Linked DNA regions of Mus musculus: region 2 is linked to region 1. The links are chromatin contacts, called in public promoter capture Hi-C maps. All regions are on one chromosome and are shown on one strand. The core of a region is the stretch at or near the end of the contact, and the rest is flanking DNA. Distances in the headings are between cores, read along the strand shown. Region 1 holds the start of Dll1 (delta like canonical Notch ligand 1). Region 2 overlaps Fam120b (family with sequence similarity 120, member B).

The links. Promoter capture Hi-C pulls out the DNA fragments that hold promoters and counts their contacts.
Region 2: a contact with region 1 is called in a promoter capture Hi-C map of liver. The contact joins the enhancer-like site here to the promoter of Dll1 in region 1. A contact is called at or near these places in 2 of 39 promoter capture datasets (embryonic stem cells and liver), 5 of 484 Hi-C or Micro-C datasets (embryonic fibroblasts and liver), 7 of 115 datasets of contacts at active chromatin or transcription factors (embryonic fibroblasts, embryonic midbrain, embryonic stem cells and 2 more) and 3 of 9 other capture datasets (adipose tissue, liver and pancreatic islet).

What each region holds. Positions count from the first base shown.
Region 1 is chr17:15,374,130-15,378,030 of GRCm38.p6, forward strand. Dll1 (delta like canonical Notch ligand 1) reads right to left here and starts at 1,694. Exons shown (of 11, transcript NM_007865.3): 1 at 1,058-1,694; 2 at 537-830. The coding sequence starts at 1,111.
Region 2 is chr17:15,429,820-15,433,720 of GRCm38.p6, forward strand. It overlaps Fam120b (family with sequence similarity 120, member B), which reads left to right. Exons shown (of 11, transcript NM_024203.3): 10 at 1,758-1,809; 11 at 1,948-3,762. The coding sequence ends at 1,798. It overlaps Gm49668 (a long non-coding RNA gene), which reads right to left. Exons shown (of 3, transcript XR_003952352.1): 2 at 1,921-2,022. Among named protein-coding and RNA genes, the nearest start is that of Gm49668, 4.4 kb to the right of the region's middle. Within about 2 kb of position 1,947, at least 71 of the 459 cell types and tissues checked have an H3K27ac peak or open chromatin away from gene starts, as enhancers often do. A contact at or near this core is called in liver and pancreatic islet, where this site is marked.

The sequences.
Region 1 (3,901 bases), core at 444-2,943:
TATCACTTTCCTTAATTAGAAGAATTTTAAAGAGTGTCCCCCCCCACACACACACCGTGTGTGGGTTTGGTTTTTTAAAAACATGTTAATACAGGAAATTGTATTTTAAAAAGGGGGGAGAGTACTTGATGGAGCAAGGTGGGGTGCAGGAAGAGGAGAGGGCAGCTGTCATTTGTTTTCTGGGGGTGGAACCTCGAGGATGGAGAGCAGCCCCAGCACTGGTAGCAACCCAACCAAGGCCTAAGAGCTAGGGGACAAGAACTCTCCCAACTTTGGGGGTAGGGGAGGGAAGCATTCGACCTTTCAGGTAAGTAGGAGGTGTGTGAGAAATGCCCAGGGCTTGCAAAAGCCTCTGGGGTTCCACACCCCCTCCTCAACTGCCAGTCAGTTCCCAGTAAGAAGTCAAGACCTCAGGCGTGTCTTTGTGGGATTCCCCAACCCTTATCAGTGGCCCTTGCCTTCTTCCCACTGCCAACCACCAACCAGCCACCCCTACCCCTCCAGACCCAGCCGAGTGCGCGCAGGTGCCCACTCACTGGCCAGGTGAAGCCGAAGGGGAATCGGATGGGGTTGCTGAAGGCGGGGTCGATGCCTGCGCCATCAGGCAGGCTGAAGGAGTCGACACCCAGCACTGGCGTGACAGCACTGCCGTAGGTGCAGGGTGGCTCCGGTGACACGCTGGCCTGGTAGTGCTTGAGGCATACGCGAAAGAAGGTCCTGCAGGCGCAAGGCGGGCCAGAGCCCCCGCGGCAGCAGTTGCGGTTCCCCAGCAGCCCCTTCTTGTTGACGAACTCCTGCAGCTTCAGCTCAAATACGCCGGAGCTCCAGACCTGCGCGGGGAAGGGGCGTGAGGTCGCGCCGGCGGCGGAGGGACCCGGGGGCGCGCGGGCCCTTGCTAGGACGCAGAGGCCGAGCGCACCTCAGCGCCCATCCGGAGCTGCCCGCTGCCGGGCAGCTCTCGGGGTCGTCGCTGCCGGAGTCACTTGGGGATGGACAGCTGATCGGCTGGTCCGACTCCCCTCCCTCCACCGCGCAGCAGCCCCGCCCGGCCCCCTACCTGGCACAGCAGGGCAGAGACCACGGCAAGGGCTAGCGCGCTCCGACGGCCCATGGTACCGCTGGACGCCCTTGCTCTCCTAGAGTATCCTCTTTTCTTTCTTCTTCAAAGACCCAGGGATGCCAGGAAAGTCTATATGACCCGAGGAGTACTGGCGGAAAGGCGTCTCTCGGCTCCAGGTGTGCTATCAGGGCCAGGTCGCTTCAGGAGGGTGCGGTGCCTTCAGCTAGGTCCCCGGCAAGAGCTCTACGAGGCACTGAGAAAGGACAACTTTCGGTTTCCTCTTCGTCTGGCTTTCAGTCCACGGAGAGGTGAGTGTCTCCTGCTTTCTGGTTTTGTCTTAAGCTTCTTCGCGGAGGGAAAGAGGAGAAAGGAGATAAGACACAGAGGGAAGAGAGCCCAGATGTTCAGCTTAATTCCCAAGAGAGCTTGCAGTGGCTTCCTTCGCAGGCCTATTAGGAAGCGGCGGTCTGGAAATCCCACCGGTGAGGCGATAATCCGGGGCCCCGAGGGGCGCGGTGGGAACGGTGGTGGCAAGGACTGCGGCGCGCGCCCTGGTTTCCCGGCCCGGCGTCACTCGGCAGCCGCTGCCGCTCCCAGAGTGTTCTAGACCGGTATCTCTTGCACTATCGCCAAGCCTCGCGTCTTCCTCAAGAATTCAGCCAATGCCATGCGAGAACACACACCGAGGACCGGAGGCCGAAGCGTGGGAGGCTCCGTGCCGCACCGGTGCTCTCCCGTGACCTGCCCTGGTCAGACAGGGTAACCGCGGGTGCACGCCGGAGGATCTGGCCCGGGCTGGCGCCTGCCACCCTTAAATCCTGCCGGCCGCTCGCATAACTAATGAGATGCAAATGAGCAGCCCCCCAATCTGGCGAGAGCTGTCACAAAGGAGCCACTTTTCCAAACCCTCCTCTCAATGGATCGCCAAATGGTCAGTGAGCTGTAAAATGTGCAACCCTCCTCCCCGCCCCCCACCTCCCCGCCCCCTAGTCCTCTCTGCCTCCGCCCTCGCCCCTTCGCCTCCCTCCCCCAGCGCAAAACCCGCTCATTTACATTCCTGCAAAACGTTCCCGGAGACGAACCGCTCTGCTCCCGGAGCTGGAGCTGAGGCCGCGTCGCCCACCGCCCCACCGCCACAGGCCCGAAGACCCTAGGCACGCTGGGCGGCCTGAGCCTCCCACTCGCGGTCACCGCTAGACTCGCTCGCAGGACGCGGCCTCCGGACCTTGGCGTTTCCAACACTAGCCGCCTAGGCTCTCCTCGTTTGTTCAGTCCTAGGGACTGAGGAACCGGGGAGAGGTTAGAGGCCCGCGTCCCTGCTGCTGCCCCTCCTCCCTGGCAGCCTCTTTCTAAGGAGGAGTCTCCCGGAGGGGGCGGGGGCGGGGTGCCCGGTAGGAAAGGGACCCTTGAAGAGGTGGGCAAAGGGTGGCAAGAGCACCCCGGCAGTTTGGGAAGTTTGGGGAGGTTAGGCACGCTTATACCTCTGGTGAAGCCTGGCGATTGAGCCTCGGAGAGTGCCGATGGGCTAGCGATCCGGGCCGGACACCCCCAGACACCGCAGTGTCCCGGAGCGCTGCTGTCTCCGTGTTGTCCACGATCACTGGAAATGGGGAATTGGGGTCCGGATAGTGTATTCCCTGAGCCAGCAGAGCCAAAAGCTAAGCTTACCCCTTTCCCGGTGTACACACCCTCTCCCGGGAGATTTTCAACCAACACCACCTTCACTGGTGTCCGGTCCCACTCTCCTGGGTATTCCCCTCAGGCCTCCCTCTGCTTGGTAAAAAGTGAGTTTGGTGTGTGTCGTTCGCGTGGCTGTCATTAAGGCAGTCTGTTATTGTGCGAGGCTGAATCAGTGGCTCTTTGTGCGCTCAGCTGTATGGTAATGCAGACAGCACCTGCTCTCTGCACAATGCGGAGAGAAAGAGCTCCCCTCCGCGCACGCCGCGGCCTCTGCGACAATGTCCGGCACATGTTTGAAAGACTCCCCCCACCTCACCCCCCAACACATAACCTTTACACAACCGTCACCTTATTAGGTTTTTACACATCCATCAGACACTAGAACTTTTGTTTTCTTTTTTTTCTTTTTTTTTTTTTAAGGGAAATGAGTTTATTGGGAGGGCCCAGGACACACGTATCACAATGAATTACCTAAACGGCTCCCCTGGTTACAAGCTCCAGAGAAAAGTAAATGGAGATATAGTCTCTGACTTAGCACCTAGCTTTGTGTTGAGCATGCCATGAGCTGTATATTCCCATCTTTAGAGGGGCCTCTTTACTCCACCCCCACCACCTAGGCAGCTTCATTAGAATCCCGAGGTGTGATTCTTGGAGCTAGTGTTCCTTTGATTGTAGCACAGCCCCTAGGGTGTACCTGACAGGTGTCCTCACTGTAGGTGTTGCTGTCCTGTTGGTGAGAATGAGCCCTGTCCTGGCAGAGTAGCTTGATCATTTAGGCCAGTATCTGGAGCAAGATGTATATAATGCACAGAAAGAGAGGAAAACCTTCGCATGCCCAGAGAAACACTGCTAACAAGAATCTAGCAGTTACTGGGCAGAATCATCTGTGTTGGGCCATCTGGCAACTGAAATTACAGCTCCTTTTCTGATGACCCAGCCTGCCTACTGCTACCCTGTCTCCCAAACACTTTCAAAGTTTCAGAATCAACAGGAATTTCTGCACTTCACGTCGTCATCGCCAACTCACAGACAATCAAAGAGTTAACCAAAAAGCCATGTGTATAATACTCAAGGCTGAGGTGAGAAAGGCAGGGTTAGATCCCACTTTTTAAAAAACCTGTTTATTATAGAACAAATGGAGGCTTCAAAAGATACTGACAC
Region 2 (3,901 bases), core at 697-3,196, 56 kb after region 1:
GAATCCCATTTGAAATGTGGCACTGGCCACATTAGTTAAGGCCCAAAAAACTACATAGACATTGGGCCCTGGTTTGAGATTTGGAACTTTGAAGGACATTGCAACTTTATTGGCGGGGGGGGGGGGGGGGGGCTTATAATAGAAACAGAATCACAGTCCTGATTGTGAAGGTTGGGTTAGAAAAAGTTCTAGGGACCTGAGACAAAAAGGCCAGTTTGAGTGGCCTTGTGCTGGATTGATGTCAGACTCAATGGCTAGAGGTGAGTCTAGAAGCAGCTAGGGGCAGTGTGTGTGCAAGGACAGAGCTTCCTTGGCACCTTGCCCGTGTGGAAGAAAGTCCACAGGCCACCTGCTGCTACTGCTGTGTCACAGTTTGCTTATGTGCTCTTTTGTACAGTTGGTCCTTAATTGGAGCTTTTTGTTGTTGTTTTAAAGATGAAGCAATCTACTTTTTTGGTGACATGACTGGGCTTGTGTTTTGGGCCAGCACATTTTCCTAGTGGGGTTTTCCTAACTTTAATACTTTTCATCTCTACAACATATAAAGTAGAAAGGTGTTACTATTTCAAGATTAGAAAAAAAAATAGACAAAACTCTTCATGTTAGAAAAGGCTCAAAATGCTTATGTTCAAATTGGCAGTGTTCATCATGGGCATAGTCGCCACACGTTCACAACATGCAATAATAACATAACTTCGTGAATGTGAGCCGTCAGGGTCACTGCAGGGACTATGGCCTGGCAGATGGGGTGGGGTACACCCCACAGGTAGCCAACATCAAAGTCTAGGGCCGATTCAGTCACCCTGTGAACAAATGGCGCCTGAGTTGAAGCTTTGGCCTGCCCCTGGCTATCATTCAGCCCAGCTGGTGAGGAGAAATGTGTTACATTCCACTAAGAGCTGTAAACTTCATGAGACTCTTCACTCTCCCTCTTCTCAGGGTGACTGAGAGGGGCCTGCACACTAGGAAACCACAGGGGTGAGAGCTTCGATGGCAGGGGTGCTGAAGGTTGTGTTCATCTGGACACCTGTTTGGGTTGTCACCCTCACACTTTAGGGGTCATTAGGCAGTGCATGCTAAAGCCATCACTTCCAGGTACCAAAGAAAGCCCAGAGCAAGACTTACAGAAAAGCGTGGTGGTGGTGTTGAGACAGGATCTCACTATGTGGCATTATCCTGCCTGGGACTCACAGAGATCCACCTGCCTGAGAGTCCTGAGTTCCACCATGCCCAACCAAAAAAGGGTTGTTTTTAAGATGTGGAAACTCTGTTTCCTTCAAGGCTAGTTCTGCTCCAAGCCCCTTCCCAACCCCCCGTGTCTGTCAGAGGCAGGAAGTGGCCAGCTACACTGTGGGGTTGGGGCACTTGTGTGCTCAGCCCTGGAAAAGCCACACGTCGCTTTTTCTGTGCTTGGCAGGAAGTCCTCTGAGAGCCATCTGCATATGAATTTCCATTTCCAAAGTCATTAGCAGTAATAAACATCTAGATGTCCTGCAGATGGTCAGAACTGGCACCAAGAGAAACAATTTTGACAGTTTCCTTCTACTAATAGCAATGCCTCCTAATTAATTGCTTCCACTCTAATGGAATAATTATAGAGCAAAATTTAATGACAGGTGGTCACAACTGAAAAATGTTCTGTCTTCCAGTACAGCTCAGCAATTCGTCTTTATGTGTGCTTAGAGCCATGCCGCTTCTTTGAGTTGGTGTGTGGAGACATTTCTTCTTACTCTGGTGTTCATCTCTGTTTGGTACAGGGGGCAGACAGCATGAGCGTAACCACTGGAGAAGATACTAGATGCTGTACAGGTAAAGTACTTCCCAGCCTCTCAGTGAACCAGTAGATGTTCTGTCTTTAAAGCTGAGGGCCAAGTGGTTAATATGTCACATGGGCCAGCTTCCCGATTGGGATCTACCAACCTAATCGAAGATGTTTGCTTCTTCCAGAAGAGTGTGGAAACAGGATCAATGTCCAGACTCTGCCCTCCGGTCTCAGCAACAAGGACAGCAACTGGGGCAACCCTTTAAAGGAAGGAAAATTGCTTTTCAGAGGTTTCTCCTACACAAACTATAAAAATATCCCATTGGTTTGTTTCAGAGGTTGCTCCTGACTCCATGATCCAGAACACTTGACACTATCATTGAGAATGCTCTCCTGACCTTAGCAGGAGTCTAACTCCAAACATTTTCTTACTATTAAATTGTGAAAATGTTTCCTCAAGTCATTAGTCTTTGAACTCATGATGTCTTCTTATTTTCCTGTTACTGTGAAAAGGCACTGTGAACAAAGCAACTTACAGAAGAGAGCATTTGATTTGGGTCTTAGAGTTCCATAGGGTGGTAGAGCCTCGGACCATCATGTTGGGGTATGTGACAGGAGCCAGGCGAGGACGAGCCAACTGGGAATGGCTCAGGGTTTTGAAACTTCAAAGCCCACCCCCCAAGTGACACACCTCCATCAGCAAAGCCACACCTCCTCCAGTAAGGCCACTCCTCCTAGTCCTTCCCACCAACTGGAGACCAAGCTTTCAAACATACTAGCTTATGGGGCCATTCTCATTCAGACCACCAACCATGATATCTAATAGCTATGCAATCTGTCAGAAATTACTTTTTCATTAGAAAATCTAACAAAAGTAAGTATTCATCTATTTTTTTTTCTTGATCCACAAAGTATTTGGATAGAAAAAAAAAAGCAACTAAATAAATTCTTGCTCTCTTGTGGGCGAGTTGGTTCTGCTTGGAGGAAACCTGGCTCAGCGGTTAAGAACAGGGTCTGCTCTTCCAGATTCCCCTCACCCACACGGTGGCTCACAACTAACTGTCTGAAACTCCAGTTCCAGGGGATCGAAAGCCTCTTCTGGCCTCTGTGAGAGGCAGACACACAGTGATGCCCAGACATGCACACAGGCAAAACACCCATAAAGATGAAATAAATAAGTTTAAAAAAAAAAAGAATTTTTTTTTTTAAAAGAAGCATAGTGGGTTAAGCTTAAAAAGTAAGATCCTCTTTGAGGTTCTTATCCATCTCCACTGGGGATCCAAGAGTATCTGTGCCTGTCCAGGGCCCTTATGGCCCTGCCGTATCTCTGGGGACACTGAGTTCCGTCAGGAGATGCAAGCACTTTGGTCACTGGAAGATGTATCCTTTCAGTGCTCCTGTCTAAGATTTTAATAACGCTTCTAAAAATGTACCTTGTCACCTTTACGCTGACAGTTTTCCAGACCACTGGCTCAACCATGCTGTGCAGAGAGAGGCCTTGCGTTTCTCCTTGAGATTCTTGTGTTTACCAGAAAGGTATCTCGCCTGCATTTGAACATGGTTGTATTTGTTCAGCTTCCTTCTGCTCCTGCAGGACTTAAGCATAGTGTGTCTGCAGAGCTTGTAGCTGCCATGACTTTGCTGCCTAGTTTGGCTCTTCTGGTCCTTCCCTCGAATACCGTCCTCTTCAAACACTGCTGCCGTTAGAAATCCTGTTTCCTTGCTGTCTACTTGTGTAACTTTTAATTCAGATTCTGATCTCTTAAGTTGAAAGTCTATTTCTATGAAAGTTGTTTTCCGTCATGGAAACTGCATCCTGACACTTGTCAATAAAATGCATGAGTACGTCAGTCACAAGTTTAAATAGGCCACTGTGTTGATGGAATATTTATCACCTTTAGAGCTTTCCCAGTGACAGCATTGCTTACGCTGTTTCCCAGTCAAGTCTTGGGATAGAATTTCCACATATACAATAAAATAAAAATACATTTTTAAACTCATACTTCACTTTTTTTTTCTTTAAGACAAAGTCCTGTTCTGTGGCCCAGACAGCCCTCTGCATGATATCTGCCTTTTATGTCAAGCCTTTTTCAGCAGGCGTATCCCATTAGAGAAAAATAATGTTGAGTCCAGAATCCT